Regions from separate parts of the Rattus norvegicus genome. Here region 2 is linked to region 1. A link is a contact called in public Hi-C data. All regions are on one chromosome and are shown on one strand. Each heading gives the region's core, a stretch centred on a gene start, on an enhancer-like site or on the middle of the called end of the contact. The rest is flanking DNA. Distances are from core to core; before and after follow the strand shown.

Evidence for each region. Hi-C and Micro-C count contacts between places; a contact is called where the count stands out from the background.
Region 2: a contact with region 1 is called in a Hi-C map of the A7r5 cell line, with 3 times the contacts expected there. The contact joins the enhancer-like site here to the promoter of Klf4 in region 1. A contact is called at or near these places in 5 of 12 Hi-C or Micro-C datasets (the A7r5 cell line, kidney, liver and 2 more).

What each region holds. Positions count from the first base shown.
Region 1 is chr5:75,075,535-75,081,049 of GRCr8, forward strand. Klf4 (KLF transcription factor 4) reads right to left here and starts at 3,058. Exons shown (of 5, transcript NM_053713.1): 1 at 2,978-3,058; 2 at 2,740-2,860; 3 at 1,108-2,089; 4 at 836-1,000. The coding sequence starts at 2,982. The region is part of intron 1 of LOC120103069 (40S ribosomal protein S18-like); the gene reads right to left.
Region 2 is chr5:75,627,071-75,633,226 of GRCr8, forward strand. No RefSeq gene overlaps it. Among named protein-coding and RNA genes, the nearest start is that of Klf4, 550 kb to the left of the region's middle. Within about 2 kb of position 4,136, at least 72 of the 93 cell types and tissues checked have an H3K27ac peak or open chromatin away from gene starts, as enhancers often do. A contact at or near this core is called in the A7r5 cell line, kidney and liver, where this site is marked.

The DNA of each region.
Region 1 (5,515 bases), core at 1,808-4,307:
TACCCTCCTCGATCTGTCCACCCCCACAGAACGGAGTTTTCATTTTTTTGAGCCTAACCAGTGCTGGAATTGGATTGGACTAGGAGTTATCTCTGTATCGGAACCCAGAGTCTCCCAGGCCATCACACTGGGTCCACAATGTGCCATGGCTGATTTCTTCAGCAATGCTCTTCTAGCTGTTGTAATAAACAGGATCTAGAAGGCTTTACCCAGTTAATGACTACCTTTAAATTTTTTGTTATTTTGAGCCTGGGGTTCTTGACCAGGCTGGTCTTAAATCAACAGGATTCTTTCAACTCCCTCTCTTTGGTATTTGCAACTCCAAAATTGAGTGTCACCGTACCCAGCTCGCAGGGACAGTTTTAAAACCAGAATCCTCGGCAACGGGAACCATTAAATTCTTGGACCGTAAATCGAATCTAATTATTCTAAAGACCAGAGGAGAGTTAAGGGTAGGTAGATCTAAGAGGAGGAGGGGACAATTATGAAAATAATCTAGAAAATTTAAAACTTTTCTTTTAAAGATACCGCATTTTTGCATTGCAAAGTCTAACTTCTTCATTACCGGGCTAGGAGATACAGGCACACCCAGGAAATTCCCCGTCCTTTAAAGGCCCAGTGAGAAACTGCACATTCAGGCAGCAGATAGCATCCACCAAGCAAAAGGCTTCTGGGCAAAACCATAGGCGCCTGTTTGCTGCCCTCCTCTGTGATCCAGGAGATGGAAAAGAGATACACCCCAGCACAGCACCCGAGAAAGCCCTAAGGAGTCTACAGGCAGCCTACAGAGCAGACAGGCACCAACAGCCCTCCTCCACAGCGCTGCTCCCCTTACCTGTGTGAGTTCGCAGGTGTGCCTTGAGATGAGAACTCTTCGTATAGGTTTTGCCACAGCCTGCATAGTCACAAGTGTGGGTGGCTGTTCTTTTCCGGGGCCAAGACCTTCTTCCCCTCTTTGGCTTGGGCTCCTCTGGCAGGCAGGATCCCGGTGGCATGAGCTCTAAGGGGTAAAGAAAGTGAGGTCAACTTCCTTCTCCACAGCCTCGAGAACCCCCAGAAGCAAAGCTCCCCCCAGCCTCAGCGCTACCAATCCCTTCCTCTACTGACCTTGATAATGGAGAGAGGGGACTTGCGACTGCATCTGGTCTGGCAGGAAAGGAGGGTAGCTGGGCCCCGGATGGGGATGGAATCCTGGGGGAAGAGGCAGGCCAGGGTGACAGTCCCTGCTGTTCAGCAGTTCCTCGGGACTCAGTGTAGGGGTAGTCCTGGTGGGGAGCTGCCGCCCCAGGGGGAAGTCGTGTGTGTTGGGCCTGTGGCCGTTGCTGAGCTGGGGTCCAGCGCTCAAGTGGGCCTCTAGGGACCGGCTGACCGTGCAGGACGGGACGGCCTCTTGCTTAATCTTGGGGCACATACGCGGCGGGCCACCGCTGTAGGGCGCCACTACCACAGGGTGGCTGCCGTCTGGGCTTCCTTTGCTAACACTGATGACCGAAGGGCTGGTGTACTCGCTGCCAGGGGTGCTCAGAGACGCCTTCAGCACAAACTTGCCCATCAGCCCGCCACCTGGCGGCTGAGGCTGCTGTGGCGGAATGTATACTGGGTCCAACTCCGGCCGCAGGAGCTCAGCCACGAAGCCGCCCGAGGGGCTCACGTCATTGATGTCCGCCAGGTTGAAGGGGGCCGTGGGAGGTGGCGCAGATTCTCGGCTGTAGAGGAGCCCTCCACCTGTGTTGCCCGCAGCCACGCCCGGGTCACCCCCGGCCCGGATCGGATAGCTGAAGCTGCAGGTGGAGGGCGCGCTGGCAGGGCCGCTGCTAGCTGGGGAAGACGAGGATGAAGCTGACGCCGAGGTGGTCACGGTGGCGGCCACCGATTCCTGGTGGGATAGCGAGTTGGAAAGGATAAAGTCTAGGTCCAGGAGATCGTTGAACTCCTCGGTCTCCCTCCGGGGTAGGGCCGGGTTGTTACTGCTGCAAGCTGCACCAGCTCCACCACTTTCCAGGTCTGTGGCCACCGTCGCCGCCAGGTCGTAGGGGCGGCCGGGAAGTGGGGGAAGTCGCTTCATGTGAGAGAGTTCCTCTCGCCAACGCTGCAAGAACAGGGAGGGAGAGAGAAACTGTTAAGTTGTAGCCCCCTTTTACCACCCCCAATATTGACTTGCTGGGTGAAGCACACCAACAGCTCTGCCATAGGAACTGGACTGGACAGGAAGGCAGCCTCGGGGACTCCAGGGGCCAGCACTGCAATCTCAGCTAACACCAAGGTAAGAGGTGGCGCGTCCGTTCTACTGCAAGCTAGTGCTGTTGCACCGCCAGCCCAGTTCTCTTCCCCGCCAGCTCCGCGGGACGCTCCAGCCGCCCACGGAATTGGGACACTGGGACACTGTGGCTTTCTCCCCATGCACCATAGCCACCCCGTCGCCTACGCGCTAAGATCACTCCGGTCCAAAGGGTCTCGAGACTTGGCTACCTACAATACAGTGGCCTGAGTGCGCCCACCCCACAGTCCGGACGCCCGCAGACCTGTGAGAAACCGCTGTGCGCCCCTGGCGGTACCGCAGTGCTGGGACCACACGCACTTAAGGCCGACTCAAGGGCCGAGGAGCCACCTTGGGAAGGCTGGAGAGTCCCAATGGAGGGCAATCCTTGTCCTATCGAGGGGCTCTTGGTGAACCCCAGATTCCGCCCATCCACCCCACCCCATCTGCAGAAATCTAAAGGGCGCTAGCGCGACACTCACGTTAGTCGGGGCACCTGCTGGACGCAGTGTCTTCTCCCTTCCCGCCGGGCCGGACGCGAACGTGGAGAAGGACGGGAGCAGAGCGTCGCTGACAGCCATGTCAGACTCGCCAGGTGGCTGCCTGCGGGCCGGGCGGGGCGCACAGAGACCAGGAGTCAGGGGACACCCTGGCCACTGCTCCGAAGTTTCCCACCAGTCCTCACCCATTTCTGTTCCCCAAGCCCAGCATCTCACCTACCTCATTAATGTGGGGGCCCAGAAGGTCCTCCGGAGTCCGAAGAAGAGAGAGGGGTACCCAAACCCCGAAGTCAACGAAGATTAAAAACTTTAGAAACAAAACCCCCAAACCAAAACCCCCAAATTGCCCGAGATCCTTCTTCTTTGGATTCAATATAAACCGGAGATGTCTTTTAAAAAGTTCCTTTGTATACAAAAATTCTTAGAAAAGTTGTAAACTCTTATAAAAATAGACAATCAGCAAGGCAGATAAGTAGGTCCGATGGCCAGGCTGCACGCTCTTGGACTCAGCAGTGTCCCCCACCGTTGTCGCGGCCACTGTGGCTGTCGGCGGCGCGGGGGCTGTGGTCCGGGCGGTGGGCGGGCGGCGCCGCCAGGTGAGAATGGCCGCGGTGGCGCGGAACTGCGAGCTGGGCGGTGGCGCGGGGTGCGGAGTCCTGGGGACTGCGCCGGGTGCGCGCGGCCATGGGCGCGGGTCACGGGCGGGTGGCTGGGTGGGGGGCTGGAGGGGCGGGGAGGGGCACTCGGCGGCTCCGGGTGCCGCCGCCGCCCGCCACCGCCTCTGCTCCCCGCGCGCCCGGAGCCGCGCTCGCTCTTTCGGCCGGGGAACTGCCGGCGGCCGCCGCGCGCTTCTTACTTATAACTTCTCGCTCGTTCGCTCCCCGCCTCCTCCCTGTGGCGCGCGGGGCTCCGCCGCCAGGCCCCGCCCCCTGCCTTTCTTCTCCCCGCCTTCCCGCAGCCCCCCCGCGCGTTGCCATGGCAGCTAAATAAACAAACTCGGCGCACGTGGGGGCGGGGGCGAGGGAGGGGCACGGGCGGGGCGGGGCCGGGCCGTGACGCCAGCCCGGCAGCTGGCGGGCTGGAGCCGTGCTGACGCCGGCGGCGGTGGCGGCGACGGCGGCTTCGGCGCTGGGAGACCGGCGTGGCTTCTGTGGCCGCGCTGTTCGGGGTTCTCTGCGCGGCCACGGTCGGTTCCCTGGGCTTGAAAGTCCTGCCATGGGAACCCTGGCGAGGACAGGAGGCTGGGGGGAGAGGCGGCTTGCCCCTACCCCTGCTCGCGTACGCGCTTGTCCAGTCGTCTGCGCACTCAGGAGCGCGATTATCCGCGTGACTCATCCAGCCCGCCCTCGCATACGCACGCAGAGGCCTGGCCGTGTCGGCGCAGGGCCTGGCCTGGCGCGGGTGCCGGTGGGGCCTCCTGTAGGGTTGGGGGAGGCGGGTGATGGGGACGGGTAAGAATCTCAGAAGCTGGGAGAATGGATTCCGCGCCTGCTGTGGTGGAAAACGGCCGGGATTGGGCACGTAGTCATCGTTTTGATAATGAAAGGAACAAGGAAGGGAGTGAAAACGTCCCAGATTTACATGGGGGTGGTGGTGGTGGGAGCGCGGAGAGAAACCGAGGTGCAGAGATACCTTTCACCGGGGATCTCAAAGCTCTTTACGAGCCACGCACTCGCACTCTCCAGTTTGAAGATGAGAAGTGAGTCATAAAGAGGTGAAGCGGCGAGGTAAAGGTCATAGGACTACTCGCTCCCCCCAACTTGGGTTCTGAGCTAGCCAACCCACTCAAAGGGACTTCACTGGGAGGCGATCCTGTGCTGGGAAGATGAGCGCTGCAGTGGGACCCTAGTTCTCAGGCCTTTGCCCACCGGGAGGGGAAAAGGCAGTCATTATTGCAGTCTCCTTTCCCTGTTCCCCACTACCCTCTTAGTATGAGGTCAGTAATTTTCCAGCCGGGAAAAGTTTTCGCCCTCATCTCTACAAAGTACTTAAAACAAAAACCGTGAGTGTGGTGTTCAGTATAACTCGCTAAACTAGGTTTACTTTTTTTAAGACTAGATGTTTACTTTGGATTGGGGAGCAAAGTTGGGCTCCGCCGCCCTCACGATTGAACCCCCTGGCTGAGGGTGGGGGACTGGTTGATGCTCCAGCCCAGGCAGCGTGTACGTGTGCACTCGTTCCTCTCCTGGCGTCGGTGCCACGTCCTCTGTCGTTTCACCTGTTTGAGTCCCGGAATCCTGAGACCTATATTAGTTTTCTTCGGAATATTTGTCATCCTGAATTTTCCACTTCTCGCCGACCACAGAAGCGTTCTTGGAATGCATTTCGTCCCAATGAAATGGGGCTAGCCAGTCTGTCAAAGGCAGGTCTAGAGCTGGGCGCCTTTTTTCATCTTTAACCTTGGGTTTGGCAGAGGACTAGGCAGGCTTTCGGAATAAGGGGTGGGGGAGAGCACGACTTCACCTGGAAGTGGAGCTGCTCCTCCTCGTGACCTCGAGGGGGTTCAACCCCATTTCCTTGGAACTAGGACAGTTTAACTCTAAAATTATTACTCATTCAAACAAAGGAACAACTAAAAGAACACCTGTTCCGACCCCCCATTGCGGTGGCAAGAAAGAAAAAAAAAAATCCCGACTTGGAATGCTAGGATTGAGCATTACTTGGAAAGTGAGCCACTTTAAGGCCAAGGTCTCAAACCCTTGATGAACTTGGATGAGCCCAAGCTTGACAGCCACCACCCTTAGGATGTAAACACACA
Region 2 (6,156 bases), core at 2,886-5,385, 550 kb after region 1:
TAGCTTCTTTTTAGTCCACTTTTTTTGGGGGGGGGATGCTGGTTTTATTATTTCTCTTTTGGATTTTTTCCATTTTTTATTGAGTATTTTCTTTATCTACATTTCAAATATTATCTCTCTTCCTGGTTTGTCTTCCAGAAACCCTCTATCCCATCCCCCTTGCCTGCTTCCATGAGGGTGCTTCCCCACCCACCCATTCACTCACTCCCACCTCCCTGCCCTGGCATTCCTCTACACTGGGGCATTGAGCCTTCACAGGACCAAGGGCCTCTCCTCCCATTGACGCCTGACGAAGTCCATCCTCTGCTACATATGCTGCTGGAGCCATGGTTTGCTCAATGTGTACTCTTTGGTTGGTGGTTTAGTCCCTGGGAGCTCTGGTGTGTCTGTTTCGTTGGTATTGTTGTTTTTCCTATGGGGTTGCAAACCCCCTCAGCTACCTCAGTCCTTTCTCTAACTCCTCCATTGGGGACCCCATTCTCAGTTCAATGGTTGGCTGTGAGTATCTGTCTCTGTATTTGTCAGGTTGTGGCAGAGCCTCTTAAGAGACAGCTATATCAGGCTCCTGTCAGCATGTACTTCTTGGCATTAGCAATAGTGACTGGGTTTGATGACTGCATGTGGAATGAATACCTATGTGAAACAGTCTCTGGATGGCCTTTCCTTCAGTGTCTGCTCCATGCTTTGTCTCCATATTTCCTCCTGTGAGTATTTTGTTCCCCCTTCTAAAAAGTACTGAAGTGTCCACATTTTGCCTTTCCTCTTCTTGTGCTTCATGTGGTCTGTAAATTCTATCGGGTATTTTGAGCTTTTGGGCTAATATCCACTTATAAGTGAGTGCATATCATGTGTCTTCTTATGTGATTGGGTTACCTCACTCAGGAGGATATTTTCTATTTTCATCCATTTGCCTAAGTATTTCATGAAGTCATTGTTTTTAATAGCTGAGCAGTAAGTACTCCATTGTGTAGATGTACCACAATTTCTGTATCCATTCCTCTGTTGAAGGACATCTGTGTTCTTTCCAGCTTTTGACTATTATAAATAAGGCTGCTGTGGAGCATGTATCTTTGTTATATGTTGGAGGATTTTTTTGGGTATATACCAGGAGAGGTATAGCTGGGTCCTCAGGTAGTTCTATGTCTAATTTTCTGAGGAACTGCCAGACTGATTTCCACAGTAGTTGTACTAGCTTGTAATCTCGCCAACAATGGGGAAGTTTTCCGATTTCTCCACATCCTCCCCAGCATCTACTATGACCTGTTTTTGATCTTAGCCATTCTGACTACTGTGAGATGGAATTTCAGAGTTCTTTTGATTTGCATTTCCCTGATGATCAAGAATGTTGAACATTTCTCTAGGTGCTTCACAGGCATTTGGTATTCCTCAGTTGAGAATTCTTTGTTTAGCTTTGTACCCCATTTTTAATACGGTTTTTCGATTCTCTGGAGTCTAACTTCTTGAGTTCTTTATAAACATTGTATATTAGCCCTCTGTCTGACATAAGATTGGTAAAGATCTTTTCCAAATCTGTTGGTTGCCATTTTGTCCTATTAAAATTGTCATTAGCCTTATAGAAGCTTTGTAATTTTGTGAGATCCCATTTGTCTAACGTTGATCTTAGTGTATAAGCCATTGGTGTTTTGTTCAGGAAATTTCCCCCTTGTGCCCATGTGTTCAAAGTTCTTCCCTACCTTCTCTTCTATTAGATTCAGTGCATCTGGTTTTATGTGGAGGTCCTTGACCCACTTGGACTTGAGCTTTGTATAGGACAATAAGAATGGATCGATTTGCATTCTTCTACATGATGACCACCAGTTTAACCAGCACCATTTGTTGAAAATGCTGTCTTTTTTCCCACTGGTTAGTTTTAGCTCCTTTGTCAAAGATCAAGTGACCATAAGTGTATGGGTTCCTTTCTAGATCTTCTATTCCACTGACTTACCTGCCTGTCTATGTACCAATACTGTACAGTTTTTATCACTATCGCTCTGTGATACAGCTTGAGGTTAAGGATGGTGATTGTCCCAGAATTTCTTTTATTGTTGGGAATAGTTTTCACTATCCTGGGTTTTTTGTTATTCCAAATGAATTTGCAAACTTCTCTTTCTAACTCTATGAAGAATTGAGCTGAAATGTTTGTGGTGATTACATTGAATCTGTAGATCGCTTTCAGTAAGATGGCCATTTTTGCTATATTAATCCTACCAATCCTTGAGCATGATAGGTCTTTCCATCTTCTGAAATTTTCTTCAATTTTTTTCTTCAGAGACTTGAAGATCTTGTCATACAGATCTTTCACTTGCTTAAAGGTTTGTACCAGTCATCTTTCCCATACTGTGATGAAATGCATGGAATAATCAAGGTACAAGAAAAAAAGAAAGTTTCATTTGAGTTTGCAGTCTCAAAGGTTTTGGTCTGTAGATAGGTGGATGAATTGCTTTGGAGCTAGGAGAGAGACAGAACCTCAGGCCTAGGACCATGTGGTCAAGCCAAGTTGGTAACCTCATGACAGCTGATTGAGAGAAAAAAAAAGAGAGAAGAGGGTATCAATAATGCCCTTAGGAAACTCTCAATGGCCTTACTTCCTTACTAAGGTCCCACTTCCTAAAGATCACCACAATAACACCTCTGTCTGGTCACCAAACCTTAGCATATGGATCTTCAGAGGAACACCTAAAATTCAAGCGCCACCAAGAATCTTGTCTCTAAATTTTGGAACTGTCTTATGCTGCTCTCCATAGTCTAACACATTTCTTCTGGTAACCATCTCCTCTTTTAGAAGGCTTTTTGTTAGTCCATACATTACAGTAAAACCCATTCTGCTTATGTCCTTTTCTTCTTGTACCCACTGCTACAACATCTCTCACATTGATTAGCCATTCGACATCTTTAATGTCTTTGTTTTTCAGACAGACAAGAGATTGGACCACGTCTTCAACATGCATTTCTTTCTTTATCCTTGGCAGCTAATATACTTTCTAAATTGTTAAATGCTCGAGTGTGTTTATTTATTTGTCTAATTTTTCAGTCTGTTGGATGCCAAGGACATGAGTGTTGAATAAATGGAGAAGACACAGAGAGATTTTATAGATGTCATCCCCCGTGCTTTAGAATGTTCAGGCTAGCTTTGGAATTCAGAAGAAAGGAGAGAAAGAGTGCGTGTTGTATGCTATTGGTTCTCTGCCATGAGTTTCAGGATGAATCTTTTAGTTACCAATTGCTATTTTATAAATGAAAACACTTTAGGTCAAGGCCATGCTTTGAGTTAACAGAAGAATTGACATTCCAATGTAAACCTCTCAGATGCTCGCCAAAGCTCTTTCCGCTCCCAAGGCCAAGCTGCCTCCTTACTCTGAAGGCAACAGCAACAGCACCTCATCTTCTTGTCCAAGGCATTTCACAGCCAGCACCTCCTTGGTGCTGGCATGGCAGTTGTCTCACGGGGGATGAGTTGAGCCCTCTGCTTTGTGACAGAGCCAGCTGCAGAAAGCACAGCCAACAGCTTCCAATCAAAGGAAATCCTGCAAAAACAGCTTCAGCGATCTCCTGGGGACTCTCCCCTTCACAGACCCTGGCAATAAATAACACACAAAAGCCATCTGCCCATTGCCAAGGTGGACTTCAAAAGGGGTGGGGCAACAGTATTAGAACCTTCCATTTGGCATGTGCACTGTCAGCCCATTCCAGAAATTAGTTCACAGGGAGTAGATGAAGGGAATGCCCACTTCCCCGGCAGCTGACTCGTGGGAACTCTGAGCTTGAATTAGCAGGAGGAAAAAGCAGCTTGCTAGTCTTCAAAGACCATTTTCCCAGCTAAGCCTTGGACGGCTGCTTTGACATGTGTTCAGAGCTACTCCCAAACAAGCACAAACACAGCAGACTCCACTGATCAGAGCTGCAGGACGGAAGGATGGAATCTAAAGCATGAGCTCCGAGAACAGAAAGTCCCAGCACAGGCTCCACGCAAGCTCCTCTAAGCTCCAGGCCTGCATCCTGTAGCCAAGGATGGGTGGCCCCGGAGCAGGAAACTCTTGGCAGCCTGCACTGCGTGCTTTGCCTGCTGACAAGAGCACACCCTGGCCTTGGTTATTGCCCTTATAAAACAGCTCGAGGAGAATGCAAGCCAAACGTTTTCAATGTGCTTGGAAGAAGAATGTTAACTATGATTGCGCAGTCGAACAGTACAGTACTGCAACAACACTCAGCGTTGCTCGGGGGAGGGGCCAGAAGATGTGGCTCAGGCTTCCCGTGGCTTCCCTGCCCTGCTCCTTCCTGCCCTCAACAGCAATGCTTCCCCCACCGCTGCCCTGGCAAGGCCCTCCCAGAAGAGTCCAAGCTTTGGGGATTTTATGGCTGTAATTAAGAGTCAGAATCCTTTCCAGCTAGAAGCTAATAATCTCATTTGCATTAATTTGATTTTTTTATTTTTAAAAAGTCTCTTTATTCTAATTAATTCACAAATAAAAAAATCATGGGGATAGTTTTAGGAAGTCACTCAAACATTTGCCGATATCCAAACTTTAGACATCCAAGTGAACCAACGTGAGAGTAGCTATGCTCAAGATATGGAGGGTTTTTTGTTTTGTTTTTTTCTTTTTGTGAAGGGGGGCAGGTTACACATTCACTATTAACTACACATTCTGTTCATATTTACAACTTTTCTTCACGATTTGACAATGAAGTCGTTTGTGATAAAAGAGAAGCAGAAAGTGAAGGCTGTAGAGATCGTCGTGAAGGATGACATTAACATTCACCCTGTAGAAGGAACCTGGTACGGTGCATGCCAAATATCCCCACAGTCACAGTCGTGCTTCGTGGACTCTTTCCTCATATCTTAATAAATCACCAAATTGGGAAATTGTCACTCACGAGCTGAAGAAAAATAAACACATAGGATATTCCACCAGGAACACACCACTCGGTCTGCATGCTCCTCACTCAGGAATCAGGGCATGTTTATTGTACTAAAATCCACTCAGATAGCGCACACACACACACACACACACACACACACACACACACACACACACACACCATCAGTTTTAGTTCTGGGTTATTTATCTATTCATTTATTTTTAATTGAACATATTTTTAATTTACATATCAAATGTTATTCCCTTTCTCAGTTTCCTGTCCATAATCCTCCTATTCCCCCTAATCCCTCCCCCTCCGCCATAAGGGTGTTCCCCCTATCCAACCCCCCTCACCACCACCACCACCCCCTGACATTCCCCTGCACTGGGGGTCCAACCTTGGCAGAACCAAGGGCTTCTCCTTCCATGGGTGCCCAACAAGGCCATCTTCTGCTACATATGCAGTTGGAGCCCAGGGTCCGTCCATGTATAGTTTTTCGGTAGTGGTTTAGTCCCTGGGAGCTCTGGTTGATTGGCATTGTTGTTTTTATGGGGTTGCAAGCTCCTTCAGCTCTTTCAATCTTTTCTCTAATTCCTCCAATGGGGGTCCTGTTCTCAGTTCAGTGGTTTGCTGCTAGCGTTCACCTCTGTATTTGACATGGTTCTGGGTTATTGATGTGTATTTTTTTCTAATAATTTTAATGAGATTTAAAGAGAGTAATAAAAACATGTATTTGTCCCTCAAAATGAAAAATAAAACACCATGATGAGTTATCAGAAGGATTTCAACCTAAGGAAAAGGACAGGTAATGTTACTGTTTGTTTCTCTGAAACTTTGGACCATAAAATAAAATAAATTAAAAACTAAGGGAACAATAGAAAACTTTTTGATGACTACTTAGATAAGTAAAGAGTAACAGTTGTCAGCACTATTAGGAATCTGGCTGAAGAAATGACCCAACTACTGCTTTTTCTGAGGACTGGGGTTCACTTCCCATAACTCACAGCGTGTAGCTACTTAAATGACACTGAACTGTAGGGGATTCAAGGAGAAGTTCAGAAAATCCAGAGAAATTTTAAGTTCCTGGTTGAGATGACCAGACAAGGATGCTGATCTTCCTAAAATAACATGTAAGTATAAAGGTAACAAAATAGAACTACTTTTTTACATTATGGAAATTGTTTCTCCTGAGAATAATGGAGTGGGCAAATAGCCAAGCCAATGTTTAAAACAATGGGAATGTGGAGGAATTTGCCAAAAAAATTCCATTTCACATTGTGATCACTGATGACATTGTTA